2 separate regions of the Arachis hypogaea genome follow, and region 2 is linked to region 1. The links are chromatin contacts, called in public Hi-C maps. All regions are on one chromosome and are shown on one strand. Each heading gives the region's core, a stretch centred on a gene start, on an enhancer-like site or on the middle of the called end of the contact. The rest is flanking DNA. Distances are from core to core; before and after follow the strand shown.

Region 1 (3,240 bases), core at 696-3,195:
ATCCCTTCAACATCAACTGTTTTCTAAAACAGAAGAAAAAGCAGAAAGCAAAAAACCAAAATTACCTATTAAATCCAAGATAAACATGCCCAAAAGTTCCCCTTCCTAGAAGCTTTCCTTTCTTCCACTTGGACAGATTACTGGCGTTGTTTTCTAAGGATCCATTTGCCCGTGGGGTGGAAAGGGTGGAAGGACTAGTAGGAGAGCCAGGGGGAAGAGGCAAGGGGTGACATTCACTTTTTCCATCGTCTTGCTTGCCTGTAGGAGAGTCGAGACTCAAAATCCTCTGATGAAGTGGCGATGTAGGGCTTGTCGGCCCCCTTGACCCGGCACCTGGGCTCTTTGGCCTCACATGGAATTTGATGTCACCTTGTCCTCTGCATAAAGAAAGAAATAAACAGGGATTAGTTTAACACTAGATTGGAGAAGGACACAGCAAAATGCATATCTGAATCTTGTTATTTCTGTTCCTTATAGAGTCATTAAGGACTATATACCCCTGAATTCATTTCGATAATGATAAATCATTAGAAACAGTCAAACAGTAGGATGCATGGATGTTGTATAGATAATATATGTAAAAATAGTTGGATTATGGCCAACAAGGCTAGAGTTAACTAACTAGCTCCTCAAAATTAACATATATGTTCACTGTGATTTTTCCCGAGATAATCATTAGTTGACAAAATTTTTAGGGAACTAAATAGTTCAATAATCAAGATCCCTCAAAGTAAAAATAGATTGGGAGTCATAAATCACACCATCTATCCTCTTATCCCTTTTACAAAATTGCTTATTTGACGGAGCAAAAAGTCTCTTTTTCTTTTTCTTTTTCGTGTAGATCAAACGGAAAAAGGAAGTGGGGAAAAACTATAAGCCATAACTGAAGCTCATAAAGCAATTACAGAGAATCAGATCAATGATTACAATATAAGGCTCCTAAAAAAAGCGGATCAATCGATCAAACACGAAAACTGAGCTGAACAAAGAGAAGGACAAAATCCACAAAGTGGAAAGAGGAATTGAGTCAATCGTAGGGGGAAGGAAACCTGTTGTTAATGAATTGAGGAGATATAGGGTGGTCATCGTAAGAGGTTGAGGAGCTGACGCTGGAACCAGATAGCGAAGTAGATCCAAAGACGAGGCCCTGATCGTTGTTGAAGCTGTGATTGGCCGAAACCGTAGGGCGAGGCAACGGAAGCCCTCTGTCTCGGTCTCTGTTATTGTCGTTACCGTCGACGCTGGCGAATTCCTTGCTTGTCCTCGGTGAGTTGCGAGAGGCGATAAGCTCATCGAAGCTCTTGTTGTTCTTGTTCTTGTCCTTGCCTTTCTTCCTGCTGCTGATAATGCTAATCGGCGATCCTATCAGATTGAATTTCTGCCTGCCACGTGTCTCTTCCTCATCTTCAACCTCACCCTGATTCTGCTGTTTGTTCTTGCAGGATTTTCTACTCCACCACGCCGGCATTCTAGAACAGTAGAAACCACAAGTTTGAAGAAGAAGAAGAAGAAGAAGAAGGAGAGGTGGTGTTTGGAATTGGAAGGTGAAAGAGAAGAAGATGCGAGGAAAGATAGGGAGAGAGGTGAGTCACGGTGGTTGGATAAAGCGGGGAAATGACGTGGCTATTTCGTATAGAGGGAGAATGCAAGTGAGTGTGTTTGTTAGAGCAGTTTACTTTGATATGGAGGAATCAGAATGAAGTGAGTGGTATTAGCGTGTCCCAATTGACAGTATAACTGTGTCTCCTTCCTTCATTTTCTTTGTAAATATCTTTTCTTCTTATTTTTGCATTTTACAAAATAGAATGGGATTGGTTGGTTCTGTTTGGTGGCGGTGCTGTTACCTGTGAAGGGAGTAGATACATACATACATACATATACGTGAGAATCCACATTGGCTATTGTGCTATTTCTTTCCAAATCCGATTTTTACACTACACACTCGCAGACGGATTGGCCTGCAAGGCATTATAAATAAGATTGTGTTTTAAAAATGTTTATTTTAAAAAAAATTGACTTTTTTATAAGTATTTAAATAATTTTTTAAAAAATTATTATTTAATTTTAAAAATTACACTAAACATTAATATTTTTATTTTTATTAAGTAAAAAATTTAAAAAAATAAATTTTTAAGACTTTTTAAATAAATTTTTAATTATTGTGTCTTTCTTGTATTTTAAAGACACATGATAAATTTATAAATTAAAAAATTATTAAAAATATAAAAAATTTAATTTTAAAATATTTATTTTATATTTATTAAATAAAAAATATTTACATTTTTTAATTCATCGTAAATTTATCATATATTTTAAAATACATATTAACTAAATCCTTATAAATATAGTGAAATACAAACTCAAATATAGACTAGCATAATGCCATAATTTATTATTTTTACGGTATTTTTAATCAATAATCTAATATATTTAATTCAGTAATTTACTATTATATTTTAATTAATATTTTAAATATTATTAATTAATTATTAGTCAAAAATAGGAATTTATACGAATTCTATACCATTATTCATAAATAATTTAAGAATATAAAATGATTAAAAATTTTTATTCATTTTTATTTTTTAAATAAAAAAATAAATTTTTTATTTTTTGACATTTTTAAAAGATAACATATATATTTAAATTTTTATCTATTAAGAGAATACTTAAGATAATGAATTAAGATTCTTAATCATCACCATTTGAGAAAAATAAAGTATATTTTTATTTTTAAAATTTGTCAAAAATTAAAAAAATATATTCTTAAATTTTATTTTAATTCAATTTTGTTTTAGAAATTTTTTATTTCTATCAAATGTATCTGTAACAATTAAATTTTTGAAAAATTTAGGATCAATTTATTAATAATATTTGACAACTAAAAATTAATGACAAAATTTTATTCTAATTTGTTTGTATTAAAAATTGTCCTTATAAAATTATTACTAAATTATCTCTATATTTTTTAAAATTTAGTTGTTAAAAATATATTTGATATAAATAAAATTTTTAAAATAAAATTAAAACAAAATAAAACATAAAAATATTTTTAAATTTTTTAATAAATTTAAAACAAAAGTATACCTTATTTTTCCTTTTCTAGGATAAAATATTGCCTATGTTAAAAATAAGATAACCTAACTGGGATGGAAACAAGGGATCAGCAGGAGCAGGACCTTGGTTGTAAAAAATTAGATCGGATTATTTAGTTAGACCGGTCCAATCAGAAATCAGAAG
Region 2 (3,230 bases), core at 38-2,537, 89 kb after region 1:
GTCTAAAGTCTTATGCATTTTAAACATAAAACATTAACTTAGTCTTATAATGACTAATAACACAAAATATTATGGTTTACAATATTTAAATTCCACATAAGAATAGTTATGATCCATCACTAATAACACAAAATATTAATTGTGTATGATGACCGGGCCACCAGGCCGACTTCAGGTGACCCGAGCTATGGCCCGGATCTGACCCAAAATAATGACCGAGTCTATTTTTGAGACCCTTACCCAACCCTAAACCCGATGAAATCACACCAAATTAGCCCCTAAAGTGTTCAGGGCCGAGCCGGGTCTTCGGATTGAGCCGGGCCATGTGCACCCCTAGTGTCCAGCCCACCGTGAACGCATGCGAATCATGCCTCCAGACAGCATCGGTTCAATGCGAACCGTCTAGTTTTTCAACAGATTTGACTTCTGTTGATCATATTTGACTAATTTTATTACTGGTGCTCCAATTCATAAACCGAATCGATTAAATTATCGATTTATTAATTTTTTAGTTAAATTGACCGGTCCAGTTCAATTTGATAATTATGTATGATAAGATGAAGAAAAAAAGAATAAAAAAATACAAATTTTTTCTCATAAATAATTAGATCTTTATTTAAAAAATATATCATTTTATTTTTATTAATTTCTTAAAATAAATTATACATTTTTTTTTAATTTTTCCATACAAATTTTTTTTACCATGGAATTGTTCATAATTATATATAACTCTTTACATTATTGATTATCCCAATAAATTTTACTATTTTCATTCTTTGCTGTCATTATTATTCTAACACACTAGCTATACCATTATCTCTTCTGTGTGCCGCCACAAGTGTATTTTTACATGTGCTAGTATATGAATAATTTTATTTCTTTTGGTGCCGTAAAAGATAGGATTACAATCTTAATGCGATAAAGCATATATGAATTTTTCTATATCAAGACAATGGCTCTAGAGTCTAGATAGTAGATACTCATTTACAACACGTTGAAAGGAGATCTTATGCGATTTTTCTTTTTAAATAGATACTAGATACTCATAAAACAGGGGGGAATGGTGACCGACTGACCGGGAAGAGGCGAAAGGGATGAATGAAGTGGTGGCTGGAAAATTAATTTGATTTTACATGATCTCTTTGTATATTCCGCCTTTTTACGTTGCTATTGGTGGCATAATTAGTGGATTACTTTTTCCTTCTCTGTTAAAAGTATAGGTGACCTTGACTTTTTGAGGTTTTCTACCATCTTATCTGGTTATCCTCACACAACTAATACAATAATTTATTAACATGATATTTTGTTTTACAACGCTCACACCCACTACCACTTGATCCCAAACTAAAAGGCATGTCACATGTCACAAGTATGCTTCTACAACAATAAATTCATTTAGCTCTCAAGTCTCGATCGATACAGTTTCATTATAATAATATATAATCTTTTATTCGTATATTTTTTAATTTTAATAGTATAAAAATATTTTCTTTTATATCTATAGGATTTGACTGTCAACTGTTCTTATCAAAAATAGGATTGACTACGGATTTAAGTAATAGCACATAATTTTAAAAAATCCGTACGATTTTCTCAATCTAAATAAAGCATGTTTTTCATGAAGAAAATTTGGCTCAGTATGTTTTATTCGATACGGGTAAGAAAAGAATCTGACTCGGTATTTTTTTCTTAAAAAAAAGATAAGAACCAAGTCAAGATGATGAGTTTGAAAAATTCTAAATTAATTTAATGATGATCAAACATTATTAAAATGATTAATTACAAAATTATTAATTTGATTTTCAACTTATATTTGTTAATTATTATTATGTGAATTGAATTTGATATCCAGTTCAACATGTTGAAGAAAATCAGCCTTCTGCAAAAACTTGAAGATATATATGGCTAAAATTATTATTATGTGAATTGGGCCAGAAAAATCTTTAAACAAGCCCAATTGTTTCTTTGGTGCAAGACCAATGAAGTTTGGTCCAAAATTGAAAAAGAAAAAAAGCAAAAGCTTCATGTTTTCATGGTTACCACACCCTTCATTTGATAGAATTTATTGATAACATGAGAGAGAAAATTTGAAATTGATTTGATTGCTATTATTGCTTCACACGTTACTATGAAAGAGGGAAGTGGGTTTAATTAAGTGTAATTGATTTTAATTTTCTTTATTATTTTTTTTTTTTGAAAGCAATCTCTCTCTTCTCTCTCTTCTTTCATCACTTTCGGTCATGTCACAGAGAAGAAGAAAATACAAGTTATCAATGATGAGCTACTGTAGCAGTGAAACTAGAAGAAAGAAAAGGGCTAAGGTGATGATGCACTTAGCAGAAAAAAGATCCACAATAAGATGTGTCTGAGATCTTTGCCACTTATGGTAAGAAGTGGTGAGAAAGTCTCAAGCTTTCCATACCCAAAAATGGAAGAAATTCATCTCGGTCAGAGGAAAAAGATCCCTTGGAAGCATGACTCGTCTCTACTTTTGATCAACCACCACAGGAGGTAGCTACTGTAGCTACGTGGATGAAGAGGCAGAAGATAATAGCAGGAGGAGCTGTCAAGCATCAAGGACTCATCAAGGGTCAGGAATCCTTTTTGGGGAGCAAGTCAAGATGGAAGGCCTGGATTGATGAAGTTTGGTGAGAAGGGATGACACAGAGGTAATTGCATGTTGATTTTAGCGTTTAGTTTCCTCTCCTCTCTCTCTGGCCAAACCGATTTTGGTTTGAAGAAGAAGAAGATTAGCTCGATTCAACAGTTTCAACCTTGGAGGCTTCCCCTTCTATAAATAAGGGAGAACAGCCAGGACTTGAGGCAAGGAGAAAAGAGTGAAAAGCACAGAGTTCTCATAGCTATCCAAGCTAACAGAAGTTCTTCTCCTTCAATGTTCTTCATTTTGTATTTTTCTGTTTAGTTTTGTCTGTCTTGAGTCTCATGAAAAAAGGCAAACAGTGAGGTTTGTATGAAAAAGTCATAGAGCGAAAAAAAGGCACAGTATACAAAATTAAAAGAAAAAGCCATAGATGTCCTAGAGGTCCTTTGTACATCTATGTTGTGTTTCATGATTCTGTAGGAATCCCCTTACAAGTTGGATTAGCACTTAGCAGTTGAAAGCTTGGTGGGTTACCAAGTCAAGTTCAGGATTGAGATTAGATTATGGACTTGTCCCGGATAGGAAGGGTAGTTCCTAGGGAGAATTGGTGTTTGTAATCTGCATGATT

The links. A called contact is a pair of places that touch in the nucleus more often than the background predicts.
Region 2: a Hi-C map of leaf shows a contact between it and region 1, with 4 times the contacts expected there. The contact joins the enhancer-like site here to the promoter of LOC112791116 in region 1. A contact is called at or near these places in 2 of 8 Hi-C or Micro-C datasets (leaf and an unstated tissue).

Annotation. Positions count from the first base shown.
Region 1 is chr3:120,336,502-120,339,741 of arahy.Tifrunner.gnm2.J5K5, forward strand. It overlaps LOC112791116 (mitogen-activated protein kinase kinase kinase 3), which reads right to left and starts at 1,946. Exons shown (of 11, transcript XM_025833837.3): 1 at 1,050-1,946; 2 at 66-377. The coding sequence starts at 1,468.
Region 2 is chr3:120,426,539-120,429,768 of arahy.Tifrunner.gnm2.J5K5, forward strand. No RefSeq gene overlaps it. Among protein-coding and RNA genes, the nearest start is that of LOC112791117, 4.3 kb to the right of the region's middle. Within about 2 kb of position 1,288, at least 1 of the 3 cell types and tissues checked has open chromatin away from gene starts, as enhancers often do.